Regions from separate parts of the Pan troglodytes genome. Here region 1 is linked to region 2. The links are chromatin contacts, called in public HiChIP or PLAC-seq maps. All regions are on one chromosome and are shown on one strand. The core of a region is the stretch at or near the end of the contact, and the rest is flanking DNA. Distances in the headings are between cores, read along the strand shown.

Region 1 (6,440 bases), core at 2,372-4,871, 200 kb after region 2:
TGCCAATACTTTAGACTCCTGTGCCCTTTTTTCCCCACCCATCTGGCAAAGCCCTAGGCCTGGATAAATCCCACTATGTACATACATCTCCCCAGCCTGCAGCTGGGTAGGTGAGCCCTGATGGAGGAATTCACTCAGCAGGACAGGACGAGACACACATACATAAGGACCACCAACCTCAACTGGGGAGCCAAGGCTGTCAGGCAATTGGGGATTTTGTGGGCAAGTTGCTTCTCAACACTCTGAATGATCATTCTTCTTTCAAACTCCTCACCACCTCTTCTTCACTCTCAGCAGAAGACCTTGCCTCCCACTTTGCAGAAAAAATAGAAGCTCAAAATGAAATCTCCCTTAACATCCCACTATAAACCTACATCTACATCTGCACCCATCCTCTCTTTGTTCCTGCTTTTGGGTTCTAGAGAACTCATCCCTCCTCCTCCCCAAGACGAACCCCCCCAACCCACATGCCTGATCCCAGCCCCTCGCACATGCTTGAGAGAACTTTACTCGCTGATTATCTCCCCTATTTCCTACACTCTTGGTTAACCTCTCTCTCCTGGATCTGCCATTCACTTTTAAACAAATCTCAGGTTTCTTCTACCTTGAAACACACCTCCCCTAACATACATATTGGCCCTAGCACTTTATCTTTCTCGTCCTTTTTATACAAAAACTTCTCGAAAGACCCACTGCCTCCCTCATCCCTCCTGCACTCATCTGACCACTGCCATCTGACCCCCTCCATCATGCCACACGTAAATAGCCCTCCCTAAGTCCCCAACAATCTCCACGCCTGTCCATAAACCAAAGCCCAGGGCTGCACCCTCCTCCTATCTGACCTCTCAGAGCATTCCCTCCATCAAGTCTTCCCAGCTTTCTAAAATGTCTCCCTTGGCCTCCTTCCATAAGCCCACTCTCCTGGGCTTTCTCCAAGCTGTCCAGCCACTCCTGATCAGCCTTTGCAGGCAGATCCTTTTGTACACAGCCCTAATCTGTAGATGTACCTCAAAACTTCATCCTGGGCCATCTCTCTTCTCTCTCCACATTCTTCTCCCTGGGTAAGCTTCTCCTCATCCACAGCCGCAATTATCATCTCTCTATCGACAACTTCTCATCTTCATCTCTAGCCCAGACCTCCACGCCACGTCCAAACCCAGGTTTCCAAGAACCTTCTCAACATCTGCATGTGGTGACTGTAAGGCATTTCAAGCTCAAGATGTCTAATATAGAATATATACTTTCACCTCTCTGTCCACATCCTCCTCTCCTCAATCAAACCACCCCCCTGTCTCAGTCCTCTTCCAGTTTTTTCTATCTCAGTGAAAGATACTGCCTACTTGTTTGCACAGAAACCTCAAGGTCCATTCTGACATTGCCTCTTCCTTCCCCTCCCATTCCAACACACCTCTGTGAAAACTTTAGTTCCTGATTAACTCTGGGAACCTTCCACTCTCTTCAACTCCACTGCCACCAGCACCCTCCCCGCTGCCCCCGCCACCTACCACCCGCCCCCCCCGCCGCCCCCACACACACACACTGTCTTCTCCCTGGATGCCTGCCTGCACTCCTAACCCTGACTTGTCTTCCCACATCTACTCATACCCACCAGACACACTCCACTCTCCACTGGGCAGGCACACAGGTCACAGTAAAATTCAGATTTCATCCTGTACCTCTTGGGCTTACACCGTCAGTGGCTTCCAATGGCTCTTAGGATGGAGAAAAAAAAACCCTGATGTGGCCAATCCTTCACATGGAGTCTGCCCTCTGCCCACCTTCTACACTCCCCAGTCCCCCTGCTCTCCCTCCGGACCATGCTACAAAGGCCTTTTTGTGTCTATTCTCTCAGCTGTACCTTCTGCCCTAAGCCCTTTGCACAGGTTCTTCCCTCTGCTCAGGTTTCTTCTCTCTGACTCTCCCTTACACACAGTTCTGGTTTCCTCATAACCATTAATTTCTCAGGGAATCCTTCCCTAACTCCCAAGAAAAAAATAGATCCCTCCTTCCTGTTATATGCTTTCACAATAATAGCACACACGCACACAGAGAGCGCTATTGTTCAGAGCTCCTCTAAGCATTTCTGCTGAGAATTCATTTACTCCTTATGACAACCCAGTGAGGTAGAAATTATAATTATCTCCATTGTACAGATAAAGAAACTGAGTCACAGTGACTTGCCCAAAGTCACCTAGTTAATGAGGCAAAGCCAGAATTTGAACCCAGGCAGTGTGACTCCAGTGCAGCTTTTAAACACTATATTATTACATAAGAAAACACTATCCTTTTCCTTCCTGCACTTAACCCGCTGTTTGTAACACTATTGTATGACTATTAGTTTAGTATGTGTCTCCTCCGTTAGACTGTAAGCTCTATTGGAGTAGAGACAATTCCATCACTAGACTGTAAGCTCTATAGGAGTAGAGACTATTCCAACCCCAATGGTAGGTACTCAATAAATATTTGCTCAAGAAAAAGGGAAATGTTGAATGTGTACAGACACATAACATTTTCCATTCAAGTTCAAGACAAAGATAACCACATACCTGGACCTCCTAGGGTTAGAGACTCCTGCACCCGTAAGAAACATGCTGCCCTCAGATTCTCAATGGGTCCATGAAGTTAAGAACAGCTCACTCTAACATTCTCCAGCCTACCTCACCTTTTCCCTGCCATCCTTCCCTCAACAACTACAACAGCCTCACATTTAGTATTAATGGTATGTGCTTTGGTTTTAGCAATCTTTCAAAAACACAAAACAGGGTCAACCTCCTCAGAAAAGCCAGTCAGAGACTATCTAATGCCCTCAGAGCAAGTCCAAACTCTGTTGGGGGTGGGGGAGTTGTAGGCCTTGTCTACTTCTTCATCCTCATGTGCCCTCATTTGTTCCCTCTTCCCCACCTCACCCCACCCCACCTGGACAGCCCAGCAGCGCAGACTAGGGGTTCTGGGTTTAGGGTTCCCAGGCAATAGCAGGGTGTTTTCTCATGCCTAGACTCATGCAGCGCCCTCTGCCAGTCCTCTCCTTTGCACCCAGCAATTTCGGGTGTCTTTATGCCTCAGCTATCTCTCTGGGGTTCGGTGCTCCTCCTTGGGGCGCCCATAGGCTGCATCTGTCCCTGACAAGGCACACCAGATATTGAACTATAGTTGCTTGGTTACGGACAGTCGTCTCTGTGAGCTTTGAGGGCAACTGCCATGTATTATGCATCTTTTGAATCCCCCTAGCCTAGCCGGGTGCTAGCCCAAGTTAGGTGCTTACTACAGATTTGTTCAGTTAGCGAATGAATGAATGAATAAACTGGCAACTCGTGTCTGGTTCATGGGCACCAAAAACCGTGCGAAATGGATAAATGAGCAGGTAATGGCAGTACAAAGTTCGGATCTAGAGAAAGATCCAGATTAGGGAGTTCAGAGATGAGTAAAACGCAGACCCAGCCATCAGAGAATTAACAAGGAAGATAAATCTCTTCAAGAAGCCAGCCGGAAGGATTAAAAGAGAGTCGTCCAAGTCCCGGCCGGCCCCGGGGGCGGGTCCCTGTCTAGCCCCGCCTGCTCCGCGCCCATGGGCGGTCTTGTTGATCACGAGTCTCCGCCCCCTTCGCCTTGAGGGGCGGGGCCGGCCACTCCCGGAGAGGGGACTACGTTTCCCGGCGCGCCGCGCGGCCGGAGCGAAAGAGGAGCCGGAAGTGGGGCGCGCGAGGTCTAAGGGCGCGAGGGAAGTGGCGGGCGGGGACTAAGGCGGGGCGTGCAGGTAGCCGGCCGGCCGGGGGTCGCGGGCATGGCCGAGGCCAGGAAGCGGCGGGAGCTACTTCCCCTGATCTACCACCATCTGCTGCGGGCTGGCTATGTGCGTGCGGCGCGGGAAGTGAAGGAGCAGAGCGGCCAGGTAAGCGTTCGTGGGCCGTGTGCGAGGGCCGCGTGCAAGATGTGGAGATCAGCGGCCCGCGGCCCGCGCCCCGTCCCCAGGCGACCCGGCAGGCGCCCGGAGCCGGGTCCCGCAGTGCTCGACGGCGCGGCCAGGGGTACCGGAGGAGCCGCAATCTCTGCCTCCCCACTGCGACTTCAGTTCCCCTGGGCCTCACTTTCCTCATCCGGGCAGTGGGTTGGGCCAGAAAGTGTGCTCGCAGGGGCCGAACTTTGTAATTCCCGCTTCCCTTACCTCCACGCCCTTCCTGGTAGCGGGTATTTTAAGTTTCCTAAGTCTCCCGCCACGTGGCTAGGCTCAGCGCGGCCCCCCCTGGGGCAAGGAGGTTGCTGCGAGTCTCGGGGGTGGATTGCGACCAGCCCCTCGGGGGAGCGCCTGGAGAAGGGACCCTACAGCCTCTTAGTTGAGCTGGAACTCAGGCCTTTAGCGATTGTCTGTACTGAGACGGTCAGCTTTGGTACTCGAACTCGTGGTACAGTCATTTCTTACTTGATTAATTCAACGTTAATCCGGTACTCGGTGCTTCCTGGTGTTCGAATGGTGAGCACCGTCTCTCAGCCCTCCTGGAGCTTACACTCTAGTAAGGTAGACAAATCAAAGAATCACAAAAGTGACTATATGCTTAGCACCGCAATAAGTGTTAAGAATGAGAGGGATGGGCCGGGCACGGTAGCTCACGCCTGTAATCCCAGCACTTAGGGAGGCCGAGACTAGCGGATCACCTGAGGTCAGAAGTTCGAGACCAGCCTGGCCAACATGGTGAAACACCGTTTCTACTAAAAATACAAAAATTAGCTGGGCGTGTTGGCGCACGCCTGTAATCCTGGCTACTCATGTGGCTGAGGCACAAGAATTGCTTGAACCCGGGAGGCAGAGGTTGCAATGAGTCAAGATCGTGCCACTGCACTCCAGCCTGGGCGATAAAGCGAGACTCTGCCTCAAAAAAAAAGAGAGATGGATGGCAGATTGCCCTGGTCAGGAATAGCTGAGGTGTAAATGCCTTGTGGTAGGAGGGAACTTGTGTACACACTGGCCTGGAGAAAGTCCACTCTCTTGAGCCCGGGAGTTTGAGGATACAGTATGAGCCATGATCATGCCACTGCACTCCAGCCTGGGCAACAGAGCAAGACACTGTCTCAAAAAAAAATTTTTTTTAAGTCCATAGCAGGCCAGGTACGGTAGCTCACGCCTGTAATCCCAGCACTTTGGGAGGCCGAGGCAGGCGGATCACTTGAGGCCAGGAGTTCAAAACCAGCCTGACCGACATGGTGAAACCCTGTCTCTACTAAAAATGCAAAAATTAGCTATGCATGGTGGCGTGCACCTGTAGTCCCAGTTACTCGGGAGGCTGAGTCAGGAGAATCACTTGAACCCAGGAGGCAGAGGTTGCACTGAGCTGAGACTGAGCCACTGCACTCCATCCTGGGTGACAAAGCGAGACTCCATCTCAAAAAAAAAAAAATGTCCATAGTGGCTGAAGTGTGAAGTACAAGGGCCAGATGCCCCTGGGGAGATGGAGGCAGGGGCTGACTGGAGTGGTCTGGTGGGCAGTTTGATCTTCCTTGGAAGAGCAGTGGTAAACCAATGGAGAGTTTTGAACTGGTGAGACAGTATCCTAAGTAGTCAGATCCCTTTGCCCTGTGGTGTAGGCTCTGCTCCTAATGCTTGCTCTCAGAACCTCCTGGAGGGACTGAAGGGTGATGGGCCCTAAGACGTTATCTATGCTTTTCCCAATTTCTCTGAACCTCACTTGCTCTTCCTACCGCAGTTATGATACTTCACAGATAAGGGGAGCAAGAGATAGTACCCATCTTCATTGGAGCAAAAATATCCTGCCGTCATGGAGCACACATTCTAGTAGGAGCAGACAGGTGACAAATAGAAAAAGTTTAATAAGTTAATGATATAGTATATCCAATGATGGTTGGTGCTTGCTATAAAAGTAAGGCAGGCAAGGGGGATAAGGGATGTCAGACTTCGATTGTAAGTAGGGTAGTCAAGGAAGTCTCATTGAGAAGGTGTCATTTGGGCAGAGACCTGAAGGAAATGAGGGAGTGCGCTGTGTAGTTAACAGGGGAGAGACCATTCCAGACAACAAGAATAGCAAGGCTGCGTTAGAGGCAGGGTGGCCTGACACATTTGAGGACAGCAAGGAGGACACTTTGCCTGAGGTGGAGCAGAGGGAAACTGACTCTTGAAATCTTAGTGTTACCGCCTCACTGCTGGGCACTGACAGATGGTCTTGTTCAAACCAGATAGCAGCCTGCAAGGTGGGTATCGCTGTTGTCCCCATGTTAAGTAGAAATCTGAAGTTTGAAGACGTGACGAGATTAGTTCAGTCCACCCGTGCCCCACATTGCTTAGCCTCATTAGAGTACTTGATATCCTGGCTTATTGACATTTACAGAGACAGTGGGCCCTCTGGCCTCTGCTCCAAAGGCCTGGATTCCACCTGGTTCCCTCTGCTTCCACCAAGGGACTGGTACCATTTGGGCCCAGTCTTCTCCCAGCA
Region 2 (6,798 bases), core at 3,578-6,077:
TTATTGCGGGTTAAAGTTTTCCATTAGTGGTCATCGATCCTGACCTCTTTCTGTAATGTGTAGAAAAAGGGTAAGAAAAAAACCCTTTCATTGTGAAATTAAATATGCATGATCCCTGAGTACACAGCAAGGCTTGTGCAGCTGCCAATCTGGGCTGGCATGGCTTGGAATCCTGAAATTGTTTTAGGGCTGGAAGAAAGATTTACCATCATCTGGGTCAACCTCCTTGTTTGACTGATGGGAAAACTGAGGCCCCAGAAGGGAACGATTTGTGCACAGTCCCATAGGGTTCTAGGGTCTGATGACTACCTCTGGAATGCTGAGGGCCCCCACAGCTGAGGCACATTCTCAGGGTTTACACTGGATCCCCAGGGGCATCCCAGGCCCCATCCAGCCTCTCATCAAGGGGATCTGGAGTCAGAAACACCCAGGTGCAAATCCCAGCTCCGCCACTTCCGAGCTGTGGGACTTTAGGCAACTGACTCTGCGCACTTTCTCACCTGTAAAATGGGGAGAGTTTAGCTGGGTGCGGTGGCTCACGCCTGTAATCCCAGCACTTTGGGAGTCTGAGGCAGGCGGATCACTTGAGGTCAGGTAGTTCGAGACCAGCCTGGCCAACACGGTGAAACCCCATCTGTACTAAAAATATAAAAATTAGCTGGGCATGGTGGCGCACACGCCTGTAATCCCAGCTACTTGGGAGGCTGAGGCAGGAGAATCACTTGAGCTTGGGAAGCGGAGGTTGCGGTGAGCCAAGATCATACCATTGCACTCCAGCCTGGGCAACAGAGTGAGACTCCATCTCAAAAAAAAAAAAAAAAAGTGGGGAGAGTTTATATATCTAATTTTGAGGTTGCTGTGACGGTTTATTTATTTATTTATTTATTTATTTATTTATTTTGAGACAGTCTTGCCCTGTCGCTTAGGCTCACTGCAATCTCCGCCTCCTGGATTCAAGCAATTCTAGTGCCTCAGCCTCCTGAGTAGCTGGGATACAGGTGCGCGCCACCACGTCTCGCTAATTTTTGTATTTTTAGTAGAGACAGGGTTTCACCATGTTGGCCAGGCTGGTCTCAAACTCCAGACCTCGGGTGATCCACCCGCCTCGGCCTCCCAAAGTGCAGGGATTACATGTGTGAGCCACCGTGCCCAGCCTCGATGGTTAAATTAATCCAGTAAATATTTATTAAGAATGTCCTGAATGCCCAGCATGTTCCAAGTGCTGAGGAATACAGCAGCAACTTTGAGGTAACAGATGTAAAGCACAATTGAAGTAGACACAGAAAGTGCTAAGAACGAGTTGGTTCCTGTTATATCATCATGCTCACACTGCTTCCCAGCTGAGGTGCTACAAGCCCTGACCCTGGGAAGGGGCCCAACACCCCTTCCCTTCCCTCCTAACGCTCTGGGTCAGAAGACAGGGGGCACCAAAAAGATTCCCATTCCAAGAACCCACTGCCCACTGGGTTCTGAATCAAATGCAAGAAATGGGTGGGCATTTCAGAAGACCTTTTCATCCCTTTCTCCCTTCCCACTGCATTCAGCAGCAGCCTGTTCTGAGCCAATGCCCAGAGCACCCTCCTTTAGCCTAGAAGGCAGCTGGTCTCAGAGTCAGACTGTGGCCTGTGCCTGGAGGACGGACACGGATCTTTGGAACATACATGGTGTCCAGGTCCCTTCCGTGGGCAGAGCCTTTTGCAGGTTGCAGATTAATTTCACAGCCAAGTGTTCCAATGCAGGAGGCCAGGAGAGCAGTGGTTCTCTCAGCCAGTGGCCAGAGGTCCAGCTGTGAAGTGCAGGAACTGTGGTAAGCACCTTGCCAATGCTGTTGTCTCATGGAGCCCACACACGGTCCTGCTGCTCACAGAGAAGGAGATTGAGGCCCAGAGAGGCAAGGTGCTGCCCCGGGGTCACACAGTCAGCCAGAAACTGACTCGGGGTCAATGCATAGTCATCTGATGCCCAAGCCTGGTGCTGGTTACCCACAGCGCTCACTGCCTCCCAGCTACAGAAGGAGCCCAGAGATGGGATGTGGGGGGTCTGAGGTTGGCCACACGGTGGATTTAAATCGAGCCAGGGCAAGCACTGGGTCTCCTGACTCTGGATCCACGGTGCTTTCCACTGCCTGCCCCACATCTGTGGGCAATTATAAGTCCCAGCTCTTCTTCCCGCAGAGGAGGGGGGCTGCTGATAACTGCTGTCTGGGAGGAGGGTGCTGACCAGATGGTCTCTTTCCTCTCTCAAGACCAAGCCAGGGCCCGGGCAGACCTTGGAGCAGTCAGACCTGAGGCTGCACTTTCTGCTGGGGAAGGTGCTGAAGCCAGGAGCAGGCTCTGCAGGAGGATGGAGATTCTTCCCTCTGACTGGGAGCTTCCCGGGGAGCACGAGGTAAGCCTTTAGAGTCAGGCAGACTTCAGCCTAAACACCACCTTAACTCACCGTATGGCCCTGGGAAAGTCACTTAGCCTCTCCAGATCTCAGCTTCCTCATCTACAAAAAGTAGGTAATAACATTGATTTCAAAAACTTGCCATGAGGACTCCAAGGTGTGTGAAGTACCAGGCTCTATGCCTGCATGAGGTAGGTGTTCAGGGACTGTATGTCCCTGAAGGCTGTGGATTCAGGGTCTCCTGCTTGGAGACAGGGGAGGACTGCATGACTTCAGAACTTGTCACTAGAGGCCTCTGTGCAATCGGGAGGTCACAGAGGGAAGCAGAGATACTCCTCCCTGCTTGCAATGGAGGAATGCTGCCTGGAGTAGCCACACGATGTCCTGGAAGGGCACCTGTGAGAAGGCTGGAGGCCTGGGTTCTAGTCTCACACTTGGGAGCAGAAGGTCTTCAGTGAGCTCCTCCTCCCTTTCACCAGGACATTTTTTCAGCCGCACTGCCTATCCAGGGCTGGGCACTTGGGGCAGAGCACAGGATGGGGAAACCTTAAACCTTTCCCCAGCAGAAAGTGCGGCCTCAGTTCTGACTGCTGGGGCCTGAACAATCTCTGATGAACAAACACAACATAAACAGATCACCAACAGGGGAGGGCCAAGTAACATGGCTTCAGCACAAAGTGCATGGCTAGCACTTGGAAGACACGAAGAACCTAGGAAGGCTGCCTGGAAGAGGTGGTGTATGGAATATCCCTGAAAGAAAAGTGATGAGGAAGGGCATTCCAGAAAGGGGGAAGAGGGAGGGCAAATGCCCACAAGCAGGATGGTGCGCATTCCTTCTGGGAATTCTGGGATCTGACTGGCGGGAACAAAAGGCCCAAGTTTGGAGTAATGGGGCACGGGGAGATTCCAACCTCTCCAGGCTGTGCCACTTACTAGCTGTGTGGCTACAGTTATGTGGCTGCGTGAGCCTCAAGTTCCTCATGTATAAAACGGAGGTAAAAACATTCACTGCCTCTGGGGTTGCTGGTGAGCATTACATGAGATCAGTCTCATAAAGCACTCAGCACAGTTGCGGCGTGCAGTAAGTGTCAAGCAGTGGCAGCCTCTGTTAGGAGCTGGGACTTTCTCCAGGCACTGGGGAGCCATAGGCGGATCCTGGGCAGGGAGGTGGTGTGATTGGATTTATGCTTTAGAACGGCATGGAGAAGGGGTAGAGTCCAGAAGGAGGGAGACAACGAGGAGGCCTGAGCAGCTGCCTGGGACCAAAGGAAATGGCCCAGTGGCTGACCCCTTCTTCACAGAGGAGCCCCCAGATCTGACAGCCAGGTCCCAGCCCCCAGACCCAGCAGCATGACCGCTAGGGGGTTGCCATGGCCTCCCATCACCCTCGAACTTTCCTAGCCCTCAAACTTTTCTAGCTGCTGGGGGTTTAGAAGGATATCTTAAGAATCTAGAAAATTTGCAAATCCATTTAAATCCCCAAAGGTTGCCTGGCGGCTGACTGGCCTAAAGCCAGACTGATTCTTAGAAACAAGGCTTGGGCCAAGGAACAGCGGCTATGGTCCTGAGGTCCCCAGTCCCCTGCTTTCTGTGTACCCTGCCTACCTTCTCCCAATTCCCCTCTCCCGCTCTTCCCAGCTCTCCTCACTCCCCATTGACTGTGCTGTACTTTGGAGGCCCCCAGTCAGCACCCAGAAACCCCTGAGGATTGTTTGATGAAGGCAGGAGCAGCAGGGATGATGAGGTGGAGGCCACTCAACCCAGAGCAGGGGAAAGGAGAAAACTGGCTCCTCCAGCCCTGACATCACCCACAGTCTCCCAGCCTCCTCTCATCTTGTTTTGTTAAAAATATCTTCCCTTTTTTTTTTTTTTTTTTTTTTTTACCTACTCGAAGAGATGCAGGTTAGGGCAAAGGGACAGGGCATGGGGCTGGGGTTCCCACTTTTTCCAGCACTTACCTTGCTGCTGATGGCTTCTGGTGTGGGCACAGTTCCAGGCTCTGGACAGTCACCCCCTCCAGGAAGTCCTCCTTACTGCCCTCTCCCAGTTATCAGAAAGACTGCTGGTCCCAGAGTGGGTAACAGCTGAGTAGAAGGACAGGCAGGACCGGTGCAGGCTCCTGAAGGCTCAGGAGAACAGAGGGATGGAGGAAGGGGGCTGCTGCAGGGGAGAGAAGCGGCCCAGCTTCGCCTCACTCCCCAAGCATCCTTCGGGAGGAGCAGAGCCGCCAGAGGGGCCGCCCTGGGTCTGGCTGTCTGCGTTGGGCAGGGCGAGCGCAGGCTGCTGCTGGGCAGCAGGGCTGAGGGGCCGGCTCTCTCCTCCTCCTTGTTGATCTCCTCTCTGGCTCCAAGTTGCTCACAGAGCGATCCTGGGTCCCAGATAGGGCGGGCAGTCACTGCTGGCTGCTGGCAGCCTCAGGAGCTCACACCACTGTGGGCTTCCATGCCCCCCCACTTCCCCCGCCACTTTGGGGGAAAGGCTGCAGGGTGGCTTCTGATTGGCCCAGCTGGGAGAAGGGGGGGGCGGCGGGGCAGGGAGGGTGGACGCGTGCGTCTGTTTTCAATTTCAGTTTTTTCCCCCCTCTCTCTTTCTTTTCCCCCAAGTTTCTTGTTTTTCTTCTTTTCCCTCTGCTTACTCCCTCCCATCGCCCGTTCGCTCAGGATGTGAGGGGATGCTTAGAAATTCCACAGCCCACGCCAGCCGCCGGCTGCTGAGTCACTTTTGTCAAAGACTGGCCTCGGCCCCACTTTCCCGATGCCCATGTCGGGTGGCGGCCTCCCCTTGCCATGGCACGCAGGGAGATCATTGCTCAGTGCCTCAGTTTCCCCATCTGTAAAGGAGACTCTGATCATCTCTGTGGTTGATTCAGTCAACCTTCATTCATTGAACAAGCATACTGAGCACTTACTACATTCTAACACTGTACTGGGTGCAGGGAACACTAGCAAGACGTGGTCCTGACCTCAGAAGCACCAGGCTAGTGAGCAAGATATTCATTGGGCAAGCAGGTGCCCGGTGGGCAGACAGGAGGCTGAGAGTGCATTTAGAAGGACCCCTAACGGAAGCCTGAGAGAATCAGAGAGCACTGCTGAGAAGAGGTGACATGGAGGAGATGGAAAGATCCTCCAAGATGATCAGCCATTTTTCAGAAGGACAAACCAAGGCCCAGGGGTGAATTGGCACAGAGAGGGAATGTGATTTGGTCAAGGTCATCCAGCACAGATTGGATATCTCTGGATATTGACAGATACATTCCTTTTCACGTCTCAAAGCCCCTGGGGTGCAAAGAGAGGATTATTTGCCCCATTTTATAGATGGGGCACTGAGGCCCAGAGGAGCAAAATAAGCTTCCCAAGCTTACGCAGCAATGGCAGAGCTGGGGCAGAACTAGGTCTCATGAGACACATGATGGAAGAGACACAAGTCATCTGACCCCCACCCGAGACCCTTATTCCAGTGTAGATGAACCCCCTGCCCTGCTTTCTTCCTAGGTTCCCCCTGTGGCTCTTTCATTCAGTCACTCAACAAGATACTTTCTTTTTTTTTTGAGACGGAGTCTTGCTCTGGAGTGCAATGGCGCAGTCCAGGCTCACTGCAACCTCCGCCTCCCAGGTTCAAGTGACTCTCCTGCCTCAGACTCCCAAGTAGCTGGGATTACAGGTGCACACCACCACACCTGGCTATTTTTGTATTTTTTGTAGAGACCGGGTTTCACTATGTTGGCCAGGCTGGTCTCAAACCCCTGACTTCATGATCCACCCACCTCAGCCTCCCAAAGTGCTGGGATTACAGGCTTGAGCCACCTCACCCAGCCTCAACAAGATACTTTCAAGTATCCGTTTTGTTCCATTTCCATTCTCTGGCTCTCCTTTCCTACCAGGGTCTGCCAAGACTCCTCCAGTTCCCCCAGCTGGGTCTCTTCTTCCACCCTCAGCTTCTCAGATCAGAAGACATCTCCAGTTACAGACTCCTAGCCCTCAGATGGCAAAGGGCATTATTTTAGAAGGGCATATAGAGTGGGCTTACCACCCCTGCTCCCACTACTGCACCCACGGGGCAACTGAATTCCAGAGGGTGAAGAAAGGTGTCCCAGGTGACACAGGTAGAGGCTGGCTCTGCCCTCCTTCCCTCTGCGCCGCTAAGTCTTTCCTCCTCAGCTTCCCCCAGGCCCCTGTTCACAGAGCAGAGGATTTGCGTGAGCTGGGATTCCATGCCCACCACAGTCAACTATCTTGCATTTCTTGGTCTAGTCCCAATCGGGATTGCCCAGCAGAGCATCTGGGCTGGACCACATAGAAGGAGAAGTGTTCTCAGACTGGCTCCCAGCCGTGGGTTGGGGACCATAAGAGTACCCCGAGAGAGGGGGCCTGGCCAGGTCTTTGTGGCAACAGGGAAATAGGGGAATGTGAA

The links. HiChIP or PLAC-seq counts read pairs in DNA pulled down with a chosen protein or histone mark.
Region 1: a contact with region 2 is called in an H3K4me3 HiChIP or PLAC-seq map of stem cell-derived excitatory neurons, with 3 times the contacts expected there. The contact joins the promoter of TCOF1 here to the promoter of PDGFRB in region 2. A contact is called at or near these places in 1 of 7 Hi-C or Micro-C datasets (stem cell-derived neural progenitor cells) and 1 of 1 datasets of contacts at active chromatin or transcription factors (stem cell-derived excitatory neurons).

The regions. Positions count from the first base shown.
Region 1 is chr4:148,079,840-148,086,279 of NHGRI_mPanTro3-v2.0_pri, forward strand. It overlaps TCOF1 (treacle ribosome biogenesis factor 1), which reads left to right and starts at 3,622. Exons shown (of 26, transcript XM_016954046.4): 1 at 3,622-3,889. The coding sequence starts at 3,782.
Region 2 is chr4:147,877,039-147,883,836 of NHGRI_mPanTro3-v2.0_pri, forward strand. It overlaps PDGFRB (platelet derived growth factor receptor beta), which reads right to left and starts at 4,828. Exons shown (of 24, transcript XM_054684697.2): 1 at 4,347-4,828.